Regions from separate parts of the Mus musculus genome. Here all the other regions are linked to region 3. The links are chromatin contacts, called in public HiChIP or PLAC-seq maps. All regions are on one chromosome and are shown on one strand. Each heading gives the region's core, a stretch centred on a gene start, on an enhancer-like site or on the middle of the called end of the contact. The rest is flanking DNA. Distances are from core to core; before and after follow the strand shown. Region 1 overlaps Dlgap2 (DLG associated protein 2). Region 2 overlaps Dlgap2 (DLG associated protein 2). Region 3 overlaps Dlgap2 (DLG associated protein 2).

What was found. HiChIP or PLAC-seq counts read pairs in DNA pulled down with a chosen protein or histone mark.
Region 1: an H3K27ac HiChIP or PLAC-seq map of SST interneurons shows a contact between it and region 3, with 2.4 times the contacts expected there. The contact joins two enhancer-like sites. A contact is called at or near these places in 3 of 484 Hi-C or Micro-C datasets (muscle stem cells, nephron progenitors and stem cell-derived motor neurons), 6 of 115 datasets of contacts at active chromatin or transcription factors (SST interneurons, astrocytes, embryonic basal ganglia and 3 more) and 2 of 9 other capture datasets (adipose tissue and pancreatic islet).
Region 2: an H3K27ac HiChIP or PLAC-seq map of SST interneurons shows a contact between it and region 3, with 2.1 times the contacts expected there. The contact joins two enhancer-like sites. A contact is called at or near these places in 3 of 484 Hi-C or Micro-C datasets (cerebral cortex, nephron progenitors and ventricular fibroblasts), 4 of 115 datasets of contacts at active chromatin or transcription factors (SST interneurons, astrocytes, embryonic forebrain and 1 more) and 1 of 9 other capture datasets (pancreatic islet).

Annotation. Positions count from the first base shown.
Region 1 is chr8:14,531,658-14,536,282 of GRCm38.p6, reverse strand. All of the region lies in intron 4 of Dlgap2 (DLG associated protein 2), which reads right to left. Among named protein-coding and RNA genes, the nearest start is that of C030037F17Rik, 230 kb to the left of the region's middle. Within about 2 kb of position 2,477, at least 11 of the 459 cell types and tissues checked have an H3K27ac peak or open chromatin away from gene starts, as enhancers often do. A contact at or near this core is called in SST interneurons, embryonic basal ganglia and stem cell-derived motor neurons, where this site is marked.
Region 2 is chr8:14,555,406-14,560,090 of GRCm38.p6, reverse strand. The region is part of intron 4 of Dlgap2 (DLG associated protein 2); the gene reads right to left. Among named protein-coding and RNA genes, the nearest start is that of C030037F17Rik, 210 kb to the left of the region's middle. Within about 2 kb of position 2,635, at least 5 of the 459 cell types and tissues checked have an H3K27ac peak or open chromatin away from gene starts, as enhancers often do. A contact at or near this core is called in SST interneurons, where this site is marked.
Region 3 is chr8:14,380,624-14,385,265 of GRCm38.p6, reverse strand. The region is part of intron 3 of Dlgap2 (DLG associated protein 2); the gene reads right to left. Among named protein-coding and RNA genes, the nearest start is that of Gm26184, 110 kb to the right of the region's middle. Within about 2 kb of position 3,320, at least 72 of the 459 cell types and tissues checked have an H3K27ac peak or open chromatin away from gene starts, as enhancers often do. A contact at or near this core is called in SST interneurons, embryonic basal ganglia and stem cell-derived motor neurons, where this site is marked.

The sequences.
Region 1 (4,625 bases), core at 1,228-3,727, 150 kb before region 3:
GTTTTGAAAACCCACTTGATCATTTCAAACATACTCGGTATCCATGAAAGTCTCTTTCAGGTCGGTTGGTTGTCCACTGTCGCCTCTTCACCCCCTTGAAGCACATTCACATGCTGTACAAAACTCTCCTTTGCTTTGGGGGGGGGGACAGCTTGTAGGGGAGGGGCTGTGGTTTTGATCCAGAGCACTGGGTCCTGACAGTGTCTAAACAGCTTTCACATGAATTTCAACCCATTTCTCTTCCACCATACAGGGGAGGGATGCAGACTGTGCCCTTGCTGAGGTCCCCATTTATGGTGAATAGTGTGTTCTATCAACAGAATAGTTACAACCTTGGGTATGTAACAAGCATGTGCTCCATCTACCCTTGGCCAGTGTTTTCACAGTTCTTTTCTTATTAGGGGGAAAACTTCTGACTGTCTAGGTTTGCACAGAGGGCGCTCGTCGGCCCTGTCTTTTTCACCCAGTGTTACAAGGCATGGGACATGCATTGCATCTACGCACCCTGGACCTTACATCCGTTCAGTCCTCAGTCTCAGCTTGTTCTCTCTCTCTCTCTCTCTCTCTCTCTCTCTCTCTCTCTCTCTCTCTCTTTCTCCTCGCACTGCTGCACTGAAAGCACTTTTTTGAGGGGGGGGCGGCGTTCCTTGGGAAAAGGGCCCTTCTGCATCAGCCTAGGTTTCCTCAGTCCTGACCTCCTTCAGTACAGACCTGTATGAGGACAGCAGCCGACATCCCCCTCCCCCACCATCTCCCCATCCGAAGGTTCTTTCAGTTTTGCACTAAGTGACTATCTCATGTTCCTGGAAGACAGGTTGGCTAGCAGAGGCCCCAGTTCCTAGGCAACACTAATTCTTTTGGAGTGCCCGGCTCACGTCGAGAACTTAATAAGAGCTGGTTATAGTCTCTTCACTCTCCAAGAACAGCAGTCAGGAAAGGCCACTGTTATCTGGAGCTCAGAATTAAAAGGTACACCCTTAAAGAGAGCACGAACATAGCAATCATAGCCTTCTCTCTCCAGTAAGGCAGAACGGGCTGTGGGTGGGACAGAAATGCCTCTCTGTCCATTTTTTCAGAGAGCACCTGACTCATTATCTCCATTGTTTAGAAGTCTTGGAAACCCCAGGGTGACACCCATTTGCTGAGGTGGCAAGCAGTGGGGGGATTTCCTATTGTTCAGAGTCACTTATGGGGAAAATCTTGAATTTCTTGTACTTAAAAAAAAATCAAGAGCATAATGCTCCTACGTACATTACTTCTTAGTCATGCTTTATAAGGGGAGAGAAGCAGAAAAAAAAAGAGTCTATATGTCTAAGCAAAATTCTCCAAGTGATGTGCACTTCTGTGTGTTTGAAAGATCAAAATGGTGATGGTGATGATGGTGGTGTTGATGGTGATGGTGGTGTTGATGGTGATGGTGATGATGGTGGTGGTAATGATGTGATGATGGTGGTGATGATGGTGGTGTTGATGGTGATAGTGGTGGTGATGATGGTGATGATGGTGGTGGTAATGATGGTGATGATGGTGGTGTTGACGGTGATGGTGGTGTTGATGGTGATGGTGGTGATGGTGATGATGGTGGTGTTGATGGTGGTGATGGTGATGATGGTGGTGTTGATGGTGGTGATGGTGATGATGGTGGTGTTGATGGTGATGGTGGTGATGGTGATGATGGTGGTGTTGATGGTGGTGATGGTGATGATGGTGGTGTTGATGGTGGTGATGGTGATGATGGTGGTGTTGATGGTGATGGTGGTGGTGGTAATGATGGTGATGGTGGTGATGGTGATGATGAAGATATAAAGAAGATCCTTTACCATAAGAGTTTATAGATTGTTTTTAAAACTTAAATTTTACCTTTGGTCTAGAAATTTCCACAAAGAACATTTCCAAAATGTAGACTTACATGACCACCACCGGCCACTCCACCTTATGCTCTAAAGAATGCTTTGTGCTAAACCCCATCTGCTACCCTTTAGAATAGTCCTGCATGTAAATTTACTTCGTAATAGTCTGGCTTTGCACTGTAGTTTGTTTACATGGTGTGAGCCTACGGAATCTCTGAGAACACCCGAGTAGATCTGACAGGTTCTCCCAGCCTGTCATTACAAGATTTCTCAGTCAAACCCTAAACTGTAAACAGACAAATCCATGAACCTACATACGGGCCGCCTCGTCCAGTCGTGTCCACGTCTTTCACTGGGCTCTTGTTAAGAGAGGCAAAAGGCCTCACACTCACCCTAATAAAGCTGGAAATCAGGGATGTGCTCTTATTCTCGTGTATAAAAAAGACAGATCAGAGTCACATGTAGATCTTGATACTTCATGGTGAGCTAACAGGCGGTGGGAAAGGCAGTGGAGGCAGTCTGAACCTTAGGTCTTTAGGTTGGTGCTGTGTGTCAACAACTGAGGTTGTTCCCAGTGCGCTGGCTCCTCTAGGGGAGGCCTCTTTCCATGGTAACACATTGCAGGGTCACCCTCCTGACAGAGGCAGACCCAGGACAATCAAGCTGCCCTGCACTCAGGTTCACCCCACGGCTGCCGGCCAGGATTCACAGCTGAGCCAGCTCTCTGTTCTTGCTAGGGAGAGGATATATATTTAATACCTCATTACATACATAGCCCCCATGATGCAGAACTTCATAGTATAGGCCATGCGGGCAGTTTGCATATTGAAGCCCTGATCTGCATTTTGCATTTGATTAAAAATGTTGGGTTCTCTGAGAAAACCCAACCTTGGCTTAGTCATTGCAGAGACTGCAGCTGTAGGATTCCGAGACCCCTCAGTCAACTCTGCTCTGACTCGCATTTGTTTGACAGATACTATCTTCTGAGATGATGCTAATTATTCTGTTTCTATGAAGAAACAGCTCTCTCCAAAAGACCCAAGCATTAAAATGCAAATAGGTGTTTCCCACTTCGCTGGTTAGCCAGGAAAGGCTGTTAACAGCTTTCTGACGGGAGGGGAAGCCACCTCAGCTCAGTGTTTCAACTCTTCCAGCCCCTTCTAGGAGGTGGGCTCAGCTTTGAGCCTCATACTGCAGAGGCCTCTGGCTCTGATCCCTTCAGTGTGGTGGCATTCATAAGTTAACGCAGGGACACCGCTAAAGAAATCACTGAACAGAAAAAAGAGCTGATTCTAGATTCCACTCACTGTACAGGGCCAGCTCTCACTTAGACTAATTACTTAAATGATTTAAAAACCTATGAATATTTATATGCCGGTGCTTCCGAATCACAAAGCACAGCTGAGCCCAGGCAGCCCCTCACCCTTTCTCTTGTTCAGAAAAGTTATACTTGCACAACTGAATCAACTCCTGGGGGGACCTTGGAGACATCTCGCCTGGAAGGCAAGAGCATTTCATGAAGACTAGACGGGGACCTCCACCTTATCAGGAGGTTCCTCCTGACCTCTCAGTTTCTACCTCTCAGACAGCTGGGGCTACTCTTCCATGGGGTCCAGCCTGGCTCCTCTTTAACGTTTACCAGCTGATCCATCCTAGAGTAAGACACACTGTAGCGATACACTGTAGCTTGTGCTGACAAAATTTGTGATGTGGATGTTAAACAAGGACGAGCATGGGGTGTCTGGGACAGAGATGGGGGACCTAACCCTTCAGCAATGAAGTGTTGGGACACCAGCTCTCACAGTGAAGAGACTTGGGTCCTTCCTAGACATAGTATCAGGTCCCTGGAAATTCTAAAAAGGAATCCACACCCCTTCTGGGCTCCCATGCCACCTGTCATGATCTAGCCACCCGATAGCCCACGCCTAAACTCCAAAACATGTTTTCCTTCAATCAGAAGACGCCCTTGGGGACTACACACTGCACAGAGTACCACACAGAGTACACTATCCCCAGTCAACGGCAGACTTGTGTTATAAGAAAAGGCAAATGAAACCCATCAGAATTTGATCAAGCTGTGACCTAGGAGGTTTACGTCCTGTCCCCTCTACAACTCCCAGCATGCAGGAATCTTCAACAGGAGGTGGGGAAGGGGACATTGAACCTGAAGCCAGAGCGCAGTGACTACTCACAGGCTGGGAACAACACAGAAAAGATGTAATGATCAGAAAGGATAGAGCTCCCAGTGCCACCAAGGGCCATAAGATGGTGGGGAGCCTCACAGCAGCCCGAGGACAGAGCGTTGTCCCTCTGAAGGTTACACTTTTCTCATAACCCAGAAAGACCAGGGACAGAAGGACTTATGCAAAGCCACCAGACTTTATCACCACCGAATTCGTGTTATGCACTCGTGCGTTTAGTGACACAAAAAGCATTTGGAAAACTTTGTCAAAATACTCCTTTGCCACTGAAGAAATTGCCTACAGGTCAGGATTTTCAGATTAGCTTGGTACTTGAGCTGTTTTCTCTTTTGCAGGGGACTCTGTTCAGGTGCTCTGTCTTCAAGGCACTGAAGTCTTTTGACACTGAGGTTCCTGTGCCAGTGTTAGGAATATCATATTAGGAGAGGGAATAGGGGCTGGAACATGACCCCAAGGCTGCTCCTGAGCGACTGTGTCTCCCTCGAACCCCAAGGGTGGCTAGTTTTGCAGCTGGTATGTCTCTCGAAAACACACAAAACCATAACCCAACTTTGGGAGGAGGGGCAAGACAATG
Region 2 (4,685 bases), core at 1,386-3,885, 180 kb before region 3:
CAGGAACCTGGTCTTGCCAGAATGAAATCTTCCATCTGTCCCTCCCCTCCCCCATTGCTTCTTTCTGGCCTCCAGACCTGGGGGGACTGTGGCTATGTTGTCATAGTCACCCAGTCTGGGCTGTTCATGGTAAGAGCCCCAGCAGAATAAAGAGGCCATGTGAGCTGCCTTTGGCATTTCACTCACTACAGTCAAGTAGCTTGGGACCAACTTCTGACCTAGTTTAGCTTGTGGTCCAGTGGGGGCACACGTGGGAATCATCACCATGTCGTTTGGTTTAATACAGTACTTTTCTTCAGGGAGCTTGCAGCACTTTTTTGAAATATAATGTAGAAACATCGGGTAGGGGACAGCCTGATTACTTCTAATTGGAAGCTAGCATCAGAACACCAGCTCTTAAAGTAAATATCCTGGTGTGAACTCATGTGTTAGTCACCGAGCCAGAGAGTCAGCTGTTTTATACAATAGCGGAGCCTATGATGGAATATTTTGGCACATGCTTTTAGGCTCCACTCCACGGCTTCATGCCCCTAAGATTAGCATAAGGCTTCTCTCTTTCTCTTTCTTCTCTTTCTCTTTCTCTTTCTCTTTCTCTTCCTCTTCCTCTTCCTCTTCCTCTCTCCTCTCTCCTCTCTCCTCTCTCCTCTCTCCTCTCCTCTCCTCTCCTCTCCTCTCCTCTCCTCTTCCCTCCTTTTTTATTAAACATCTTTGTAATTTCACAGAACTAGGGCTAAAAGCTCAACACAGAAAGAGCAATGAGCCCATGTTGGCTCTAGAGTAGCCTGTGCCAGGCTAAAAGGAGGCCAGATGGAGAGTCCCTTACACCTATGAGATTCCAGGCTAGTTGCATCCTAGGTAGTCTATGTAGTCTAGGTAGTCTACGGTATGCAAGTCACAGCAACCACCAAGGAAGTCAGGCCAGTATCATCTAATATGGTGGACATTTGCCCCTTCAAGAATCAGGGCTGTGTGTAAGGAAACAGAACTTAACTCTGTCTATTTCTTTGTACCATTTCTACATGTAGCTACTAGAAAATATAAAACTATCGGTGACTGCATGTCCTTTCCCCATGAACAGCAAAGAGGACAGAGATAATGACACATTCTACTTCCATGGCCTCTCCGGAGTCAATCATGCCGAGCTGGACCTCAGCCAGCAGCGGCATGTACTGACCCACCCCACCTTCTGCTTATCCCTAGCAATGTATACTCAGGGTGTGGTCTCTACCACTTGTTCAAGGATTATCTCTCCTCTCTGAGCTCCCACAGTCAGAGTTATACTGCCATTCAGAACTGTCCTGGCAGTGGGAAGGGAAGACCTCCCTTTAAAAATTCTCCTAGAAATCTTTGATCCTTTGGACAATATTCTGATGTGATCCATCTCGTATACCGTACATCGGCACTGGTTATAGAGTGATTCACACCAGGGCCATCACCTAACTGTTCTCTTTGTCCCTCTGTGGCTCCTTTTCATACTCCATGGCACACTGTCCTCTCTTGGCATGAAACTAGAGGGTCATATGGTCACTCAAGGCTCAATTTTTCCTTAGGCATTTTATGTATCATTTGGACAAGGCCTTCCCATGTATCCACTGCAGCTCAAGACAGTGTGTTATGTAGAACTTCTGCCTGTTAGAGGAGCCAGCTGGGTGGAGGATGGAAGGAGAGCTAGAGAGGGAGGCAAGAAAGAATTAAGTGCAGGAAGACATTTACAGGGCAAGCTGTGAGCCACAGAAAGGTAAATGAGGAAACAGTTTGGCATATGAGCTTCAAGGATTTAGATTGTATTGCTCCTGCCACATCCTTTACAGAGATGTTGACATAAAATTGTCCCCAAGGACCCTCATTAGCAATGATTCTCTGCCCTCACAGCCTTGATGCTTGCCAAACTCTCCCTAAGTGATGTGTGTGACTTAAGGTTTTTCAACAAGAGCTTCCCTTTCAGAAAGATAGCCAGCAACCCAGAACATCTTCATCCGAAATGCAAGGGCAAAGGTGTGTTTCCCTAATGTGTGTCTGTCTATAAGTGTTAAAACTTGTGCATGGATATAAACCAGCATCTTTCAATAAGCAGTTGCGGTGGATGCTAATGTAATTTTCAGATCCCCCTTGCCCTTATAACACCCTTATTGAAAGCACCTTTCTTTCCTCAAGTTCATGAAGCTACCAACAGAGGAGGGGCATCGGCAGAGGACAGAGCAGAGTATGACCCTTCTCAAACCCTTCCTTCAAATCCATCCTTCAACAACACACATGATTTTGGGGCTCTGCCAACATCCAGGACCCTTAGACCCTGCTGAAGATGATTCACCCAGAGCCATGGTGGTGCTGGTCACACACTTATGGGTTCATGTGTTCTGCCCTTGGGGTACAGGTACTACTCACATAGCCCTCACTGGTCCCCTGCAGGGCTGGGCTGGCTAAATACATCTGACTGTGCTCTGAAAAGGACCCAGGGCCTCCTTTTGCAGTTTCTCTTCTATCCTTTCTCCACAGGACCCATCAAGATTCAGAATTCCAAAGACTTCACAAAGATTATGAAACTAGCTTTTATGCTCCTCTGGGATCGTGCGTATGCTGCAGAATCTCAAGGGAAGTTTCACAAAACCTGCTCTTAGGACAGAATGAGCCGTGGCAGATTAGCAAAGACGGCCTCACTGCTCGCTCGCACAGCAGGCTGAGAACTACCAAACAGCTTCGCCCCTTATGATCAGCGTTACTTGGGAAGTTACAGAGTACAAGCAATTAGAATTCTACACATGATTAAAGGCACTGTGAAAATCTCTCTAAAGCTCATGCAATTTATTTATAGGGTTCTAACAGAGGGTCTAGGGAGAAGCCATGACAGCCCAAGGCTACAAGAATGATACAGAAAACTTCCTAAGAAAACAGATACCATCAGAGAGGACATGGAGTCCTCAGGAGCAGAGGTCAGCTTCTCTTTATTTCTAGCCTGTGGAATATCAGACTGTGTCCATCTATCTACACATTTGGGAACAGGATATTCTGACATTTGCCTGACCCAATTTCAACTATTTGATGTACTTGAAATAAAATTATACTATAGATTTACAGGAAGCATTGCTAGAAAGTATAAAAATGGAAGGAATGGGCTATATAGACAAAGGGGACACAAGGCATGGGTGGATAGTTGTGGCAGTTTTCCCGTGTGAGCAGACTAGCCCAGAACTCCAGTTCGGAAGTGGCACTGGGTCTGGAGCACATATCTGGAGTCACATTCAGGGGAAGGAATTCAACTTCAATTTCCATTTGTAAAATCTGAGATTCTAAAACCCGGACTCTCTATTTATGGAGCCTGGGATCCATCAGTGTCCCAGGTTTAAAGACAAAGAAGTGTGCTGCCACAACCAGTGACCTCTAAAGGTCACTCCACAAGACAGAGCCACCTCCTTGTCAAGATACACCCTTGTGCCCAGAGGAAGTGACAGCCAAGAGGCTGTGTGTGTGTGTGGGGGGGGGGGGGGGTTGTGCCTTTCTGCCTGTCACCCAGACTGTCCCAAGGGCAGCTTCTGGGACCCATTTCTCATCCATGTAAGTCTTTACTTTAAGGAACAGTGAAGCACTGGGGAGGCTCTGTGAGGCCACAGGTACACACTGTAAACACACCTCTACTGCCCAGCGGAGCATGGGGTGGGCAGTAAAGTTTATGCAGTGTAGACATTTCCTTAACAGCAAAACAAACGAACAAACCCATTCTTTCAGACCATTCCTCCCAGAATCCTATCTGTCATGAGTTCCATGTTACTCAGACCTGAGTGCAAACTTTGATGCAAAGCTCCAAGGACTCTAACTGTAGTCTCTGGAATATAAAATATTCGCACTGTCTTAAAAAAAAAATCACTCCAGAAAGCACAGGGAAGTACTCAAGTGTTAGAGCCCTGACCGGATTGCCTGTCTCCTCTCTTCCATATGGGCATCTGTCTGTAGCAGCCACCACCTAGCAACCTCTCTTTCCATGAAGACTAAGCCCTTTGCATTGCTAGCAAGGTTACCATCCTGGCCCCTGGGAGCAACTGAAAAAACTGTTAAGTTACATAACAACGGTTGACTATCTGAGATTGGGAGCCCAGGTCCCCAAGGGAAATTCTGGAGTTAAAGCTGTGGTAATGGGAGATATGTTCAGACCCATTTCTCCCCCGCCAGCTGTGGGGTGCTGTAAATACGAAACAGAGGAACCAGAGGAGTGCACTGCTATCCAGGGAATCAGAGGACACCTGTCTTTCCCTCCTCTTCTCAGCCTCACCACACCTATGACATCGCATCACTTCACATGGGATTGGCCAAGTGTGCTCAGGGAAATATTGACTGAATGAATGGGCTACAAGGGTTGGTGACCTCCACGCTCTGTCAACCTGACCCCGTTATCTAGAAGGAACAGGATCCTGATACCAACTCTGTCCCTGGGGTCCTGGGATAGACTTCTAGAAGCTGGCAGCTCTGGAAATCCCAGGCCTTAAGCCCTGTTTACCAGTCACCTGCCCATCTCTTCTCTGTTGCCTGGTTATTTCTAAACTACCATGGATGGTCAAGAAAGTAGATGAAACAGGCAGAAGCCATCCAAGTGCCTCCGGAGAGATTACCTGATTTCGATTTGCAACTGAAGCCATGAGGAGACTGGACTGTTCTTTTCCTCGCCTTCCTGCCCGATGAGGGTAGTACCACCC
Region 3 (4,642 bases), core at 2,071-4,570:
GCCATTCTTCACAGAGAAACGTTAAGACTTTTTTTTCCCTCCATGCTAGTTGGACGAAAATGCTAATTTTACTACCAGTCATGAATAAAATAATGATCTAATATGCAAATTTCAGGTAACAGCTGCATCTCCATAAACAACTTCCTGATTCAAAGTGTGAGAGCTCCAGCGTCAATGAGTGCTGTGTGCACAGAGCCCAGGGTGCATAACTGTGTTTTCAGCTGCTGGGTGCATAAAGGAAGCACACCATTAACATGTGGGGGTGTGACTGATTCAGAAATATCCCACACACTGTACACTGGCTGGAAGCACACAGTGCGTAGGTGTCTGCTGTTATCTCAATGGCAACAGTCATGCCAGCATCCTTCCTAAGTACCCTCTTACCTCCTCTGACATCTGTAGTTCTTCCTCAGCAGCCTTCCTTGCCCCTTTCTCAGACCACCCGTGTGGGACATGGGGGATCAGGCTTGTGTAAGAGGGGGATAAAGCATGGCTTCATGGCATGATCCATGAAGAAAGATAATGCTGGAAAGACCATGTTTTCTAATACAGCACAGAGGACTGCAGAGCTCTGCTCCCACGGTCTAGGATATTGGGAGTTTCAGCAGCCTGCACTGACTGAATACTTCACGGAATTCAGCGTACCCCACTGAGGTGCAGACCCATTCACTGAAGGAGAAACAAAAAAATAAAACTCAGGGAGGAGAGATTGCTCAGAAGGGGAAAGAACAAACCTCACAAGCATGCAAGCCCAAGTTTAGTCTCCAGAATCTTTTTGGTTAAAAAAAAGAAGAAAAGCTAGATGCAATGTGTGATCCTCGCACTACTGCAGAGACAGCATGTGAGATAGGAAAACACGGCAGAAGCTCAGAGGCCAGCTGGAATACCCTATGCATGGCAGACAGAAGGCTGGCCCCGCCTTAACAAGGTGAAAGCCATGAACTCAGTCCCCAAAGTCAATCTCTGACCTCCATACATACATGGCACACTACTTACACACACACACACACACACTCCATGAAGTAAGTTTCAAAAATCAAAACTTGCATTTTATGTATATAAAATGACGCTAGTCTAGAAAGCAAAGGCTGCACATAGTTTGGAAGCCGTGTTTGAGACCACGAGAGAGAACTAAAGTTTGTCCAGAAAATACCTAGAGGCCTCAAACAGCATCACAGCAGGGCTGTGAAATGTCTGCCAGAGACCTGTGTGCACATGCTGTGGTTACATGTGGGTGAACACTGTCACAAAGTCATACTTCATTTCTACTGCCCCACCTTCTGCTTTAATTATATTGAACTGATTCGATTTAAAAAAAAAAAGTACACATTACTTAAATACACTTAGCACTGAGTAATGGATACATGTAAAGGCGGGGTTTAAACTTAGGGAAAGAGCCAGTGGCCTGCTTCTCTAGCAGATGTCTAACTGTGCTGTGATCTAAACGTCTCTCTAGGCTTACTTCCAGCAGCAACCTTCAACTTGGGCTACAAATCCAACCAAAGGCTGGGACATCCATGCAGTACTGGGATGTCGAGTGTGGTCCTGTGAGCTCTCTCGGGTGAAGGGCAAGGGTGATGGGTGGTTGTGGGTAATAAAATACTTGTTGCTCGATGAAGCATAATTTAAAGGGCTGGGTAAAGTCGAATGGACTGACCCTCACCTGGGAATAGACTTAAGGCTACAAAATTCCTCCTGGACACTGAGCTCCTGGAAGGTGACAGACCTGAGCTCTGGGGATAGAATTATGAATGAAGCAGTCGATATCCACCTGGAAACGCGGAAGCCAATGGCAGCTTCCCTCTGGACATGCTCAGTCCTTTGCAGCGTGCAAGTCCTCCCTGTGAAAACTCAGCCATTTATAACGGGGAATGTGTACAGCCAGCGACTACCCAGATGCGGAGGCAACAACAAGTCTCTTCGGTGCCCGGAAGGGGCCAGATGTGGCCAGATGTGGCCGTGCTCTTTGGAGAGGAGTGTTTCCTTTCCAGAGGGAAAGCAAGAATAAAACGGAACATGTCAAGGCAGAGTGAGAAGGAAGTGTGCGGAGAAAGACCACACCAGGCACACCTCATCTTCATCCCTGTGGCTCGCTCACCCAGAGGAGGCTGGGGACCAGCCACATCAGCTGGACCAGCTACACAGTTCCTCGCTGCAAAGGGGAAAAAAAAAAAAAACCTTCCTGGCTGGTGTGAAGCAGTTGGCTGGGTTCTCAGAGCTCCCTGTCAGACTGTGCACTCCAAAGCACGCTTTATTCAAAAGCTCAGCAAGTCCATGACACTTGCACACCATCTCCTCCTACAAAGCCAAGGAGGGCTACTTGGGGTAAGCGCGAAATTAGTGCTTTGGAAGGGGCTTTGGTTATAAAGACCGGGCACAGACAGCTCTTCCCAGCGGGTGTCCATCCCAGCACCTCTCCCCTCTTTCATCCTATTCAACTGCAGCTGGGAAGAGCTCAAAACCCTTTACTGCACTCAGCCACACAAAGGAAGCCCTCTCCGCAGGCTTCTCTCTCTTGCTAGCCTATGAAACACAGGTTTAATGACCTAAGGTCCCTGGATTTACTCATTCCCAGGGGATCACGGAACCCACAGCCCAGTTGCCACATCTTTGCTGAAATAAAAGGAGAGCCAGCCAAAACAGTGCTTGCATTACAGACTGCTCCAGTATCTGGTGACTATCGAAATGATGGTTAATTAGAGACAGAACTTGTCTGCCTAGGACAATGCTATGGTCCTGGATTGCTGTGCAAGACCATCTCCCCCAAGTCCCCCCAGAGAATGGAGGATGCTCCCTGGATTGCAGTGCTGTCTCCTGGCTGTCACTACCATCTATCAAGACATGAGTATTTCACTTACGAAAGCAGTACAACCCTAGGTCTATGAAACAGAGCAATGAAAGAAAAAAAAAAAACATAAAAAAAAAAAAACATGCTGCAAAGTACAGAGAGGTAAGCAGCTGTCGGTTTAGCTGGTCGAGTGCTGATCAGTTAAGTATCATTTCCCAGAGGCCACGGAACTAGTAAAGTCTACATCCAAGACACAGGGAAAGTGAGAAATGAGTCACCTTTGACTTACCGAAGCGAGACTCCTGCTGCACGCCTTGCAGCATCCGAATGTGAAGTGCAAGGCAGCTCCACAGCAGATGGGAAGCTATGCACGCAGAGGCACTTCAACCTCGCTGCAAAGGAAGGAGGAGGCCAGGGTGACCAAGTGAGTGGTCACAGCTCCAGTCAGCCTCGGCTTGGACTAGGCATCCACGGTACTCTGCAAAACAGGCACACTGCAGCACGGTGGCGGGCATAGGATCCCTATGCATGTCCCATATATTCAAGCGTAATAGAAAACATGGATCTGGAGTGGATTCCATGTGGATATGGGGGCTGCCTGGCACTGAGCGCTAAACGCAAGCTCTCTGCTGGTAACAAAATTAGCCATGGAGATGGACGCCTTGATTAGAGCACAGTGCTGTCCCCCGGGACAGCAATTACGGAGAGCAGGTGCTCTGTCTCTTGCTCTTTCAGATAAATGCCTATAATCTCATTTCACAAACGATCCCTATTTAGACAGGAGCCACCTATTGTGATGATATCATTTGCTCTAGTAGCCATAAATGGGCAACTTCCTACGAAGCGTCACAGAGCTGACGACACAGGTCTTCATAAAAGTGAGTGGGCAGGGTGTTCGGAGAGGCCCGTCTACACGAGCAACTCATGCTGAAGATTCCAAGCGCCCTGGCATCTGAGAAGTTGCAGGGGAAAGAGGCAAGCCTTCCACTCCAATCTTTCAGTATACCGGACTGGGCTAAGAACCAACTGTAAGCAGGAGGGGGAATGGGAGGGCAGACCAGAGACCGCTGGCATCTACACATCCTTACACCTGCTTCAGTTGCAGGTGTCCTGGTAGAAAATAACCTGATCACTTATGTTTGAAGTACAGAAACTCCACCCGAGGAGGCAAACATTACACACAAGAATCCTAGTAGAGTTAAGGGTGTGATCTGGTAAAGATAATGAGAACCTTATGTGCCCAGTGGATGGCCAAAGGACTATGCCTAAAACCTCATAATAGCAAAGTAACTTTCTCTAAAAGCACATGCAGAATAACCAAAGAGCTTGGGTTTATTAGAGCTTTGGATTCCTCCACCGACATGTCTACAGAGACAGTGGCTGGTGATGACCAAGGATAAGAGAATAGCCATTGAGCCTGGCCACTGTGCAAATACTGCAGGAGACATTCAGAAATACTGTCCTAGAAAAACCTCCCTGGATCTCCCTGAATTACTCCAGTGGCCTGACAGCTCACTTGGAAAAGGCAGGGTTTCTGCTAGACAATTCACTATTCATAGTACTGGCTTAGGACAGGACACACTATGTTTGGACCAAATTAGACTAACATACTCCTTTAAAGTACGTTGTGGCTCAACCATTTAAGCTGCAAAGTTTATAGTGTGCTGCTACTGGTCTGAGGGAATGTGCTTCCGGACCCCAGTGGGGAATCTGTGTTGAGGTTACTCAGTGTAAAGGAGTAGCCACAGCAAAACCTTGCTTTAATATTCATGATATGCGTACAGTAAATCTGGGCTGGAGAAATAACCCAGCAGTTAAAGAGCACCAACTGCTCTTGGAGAGGTCCTGAATTCA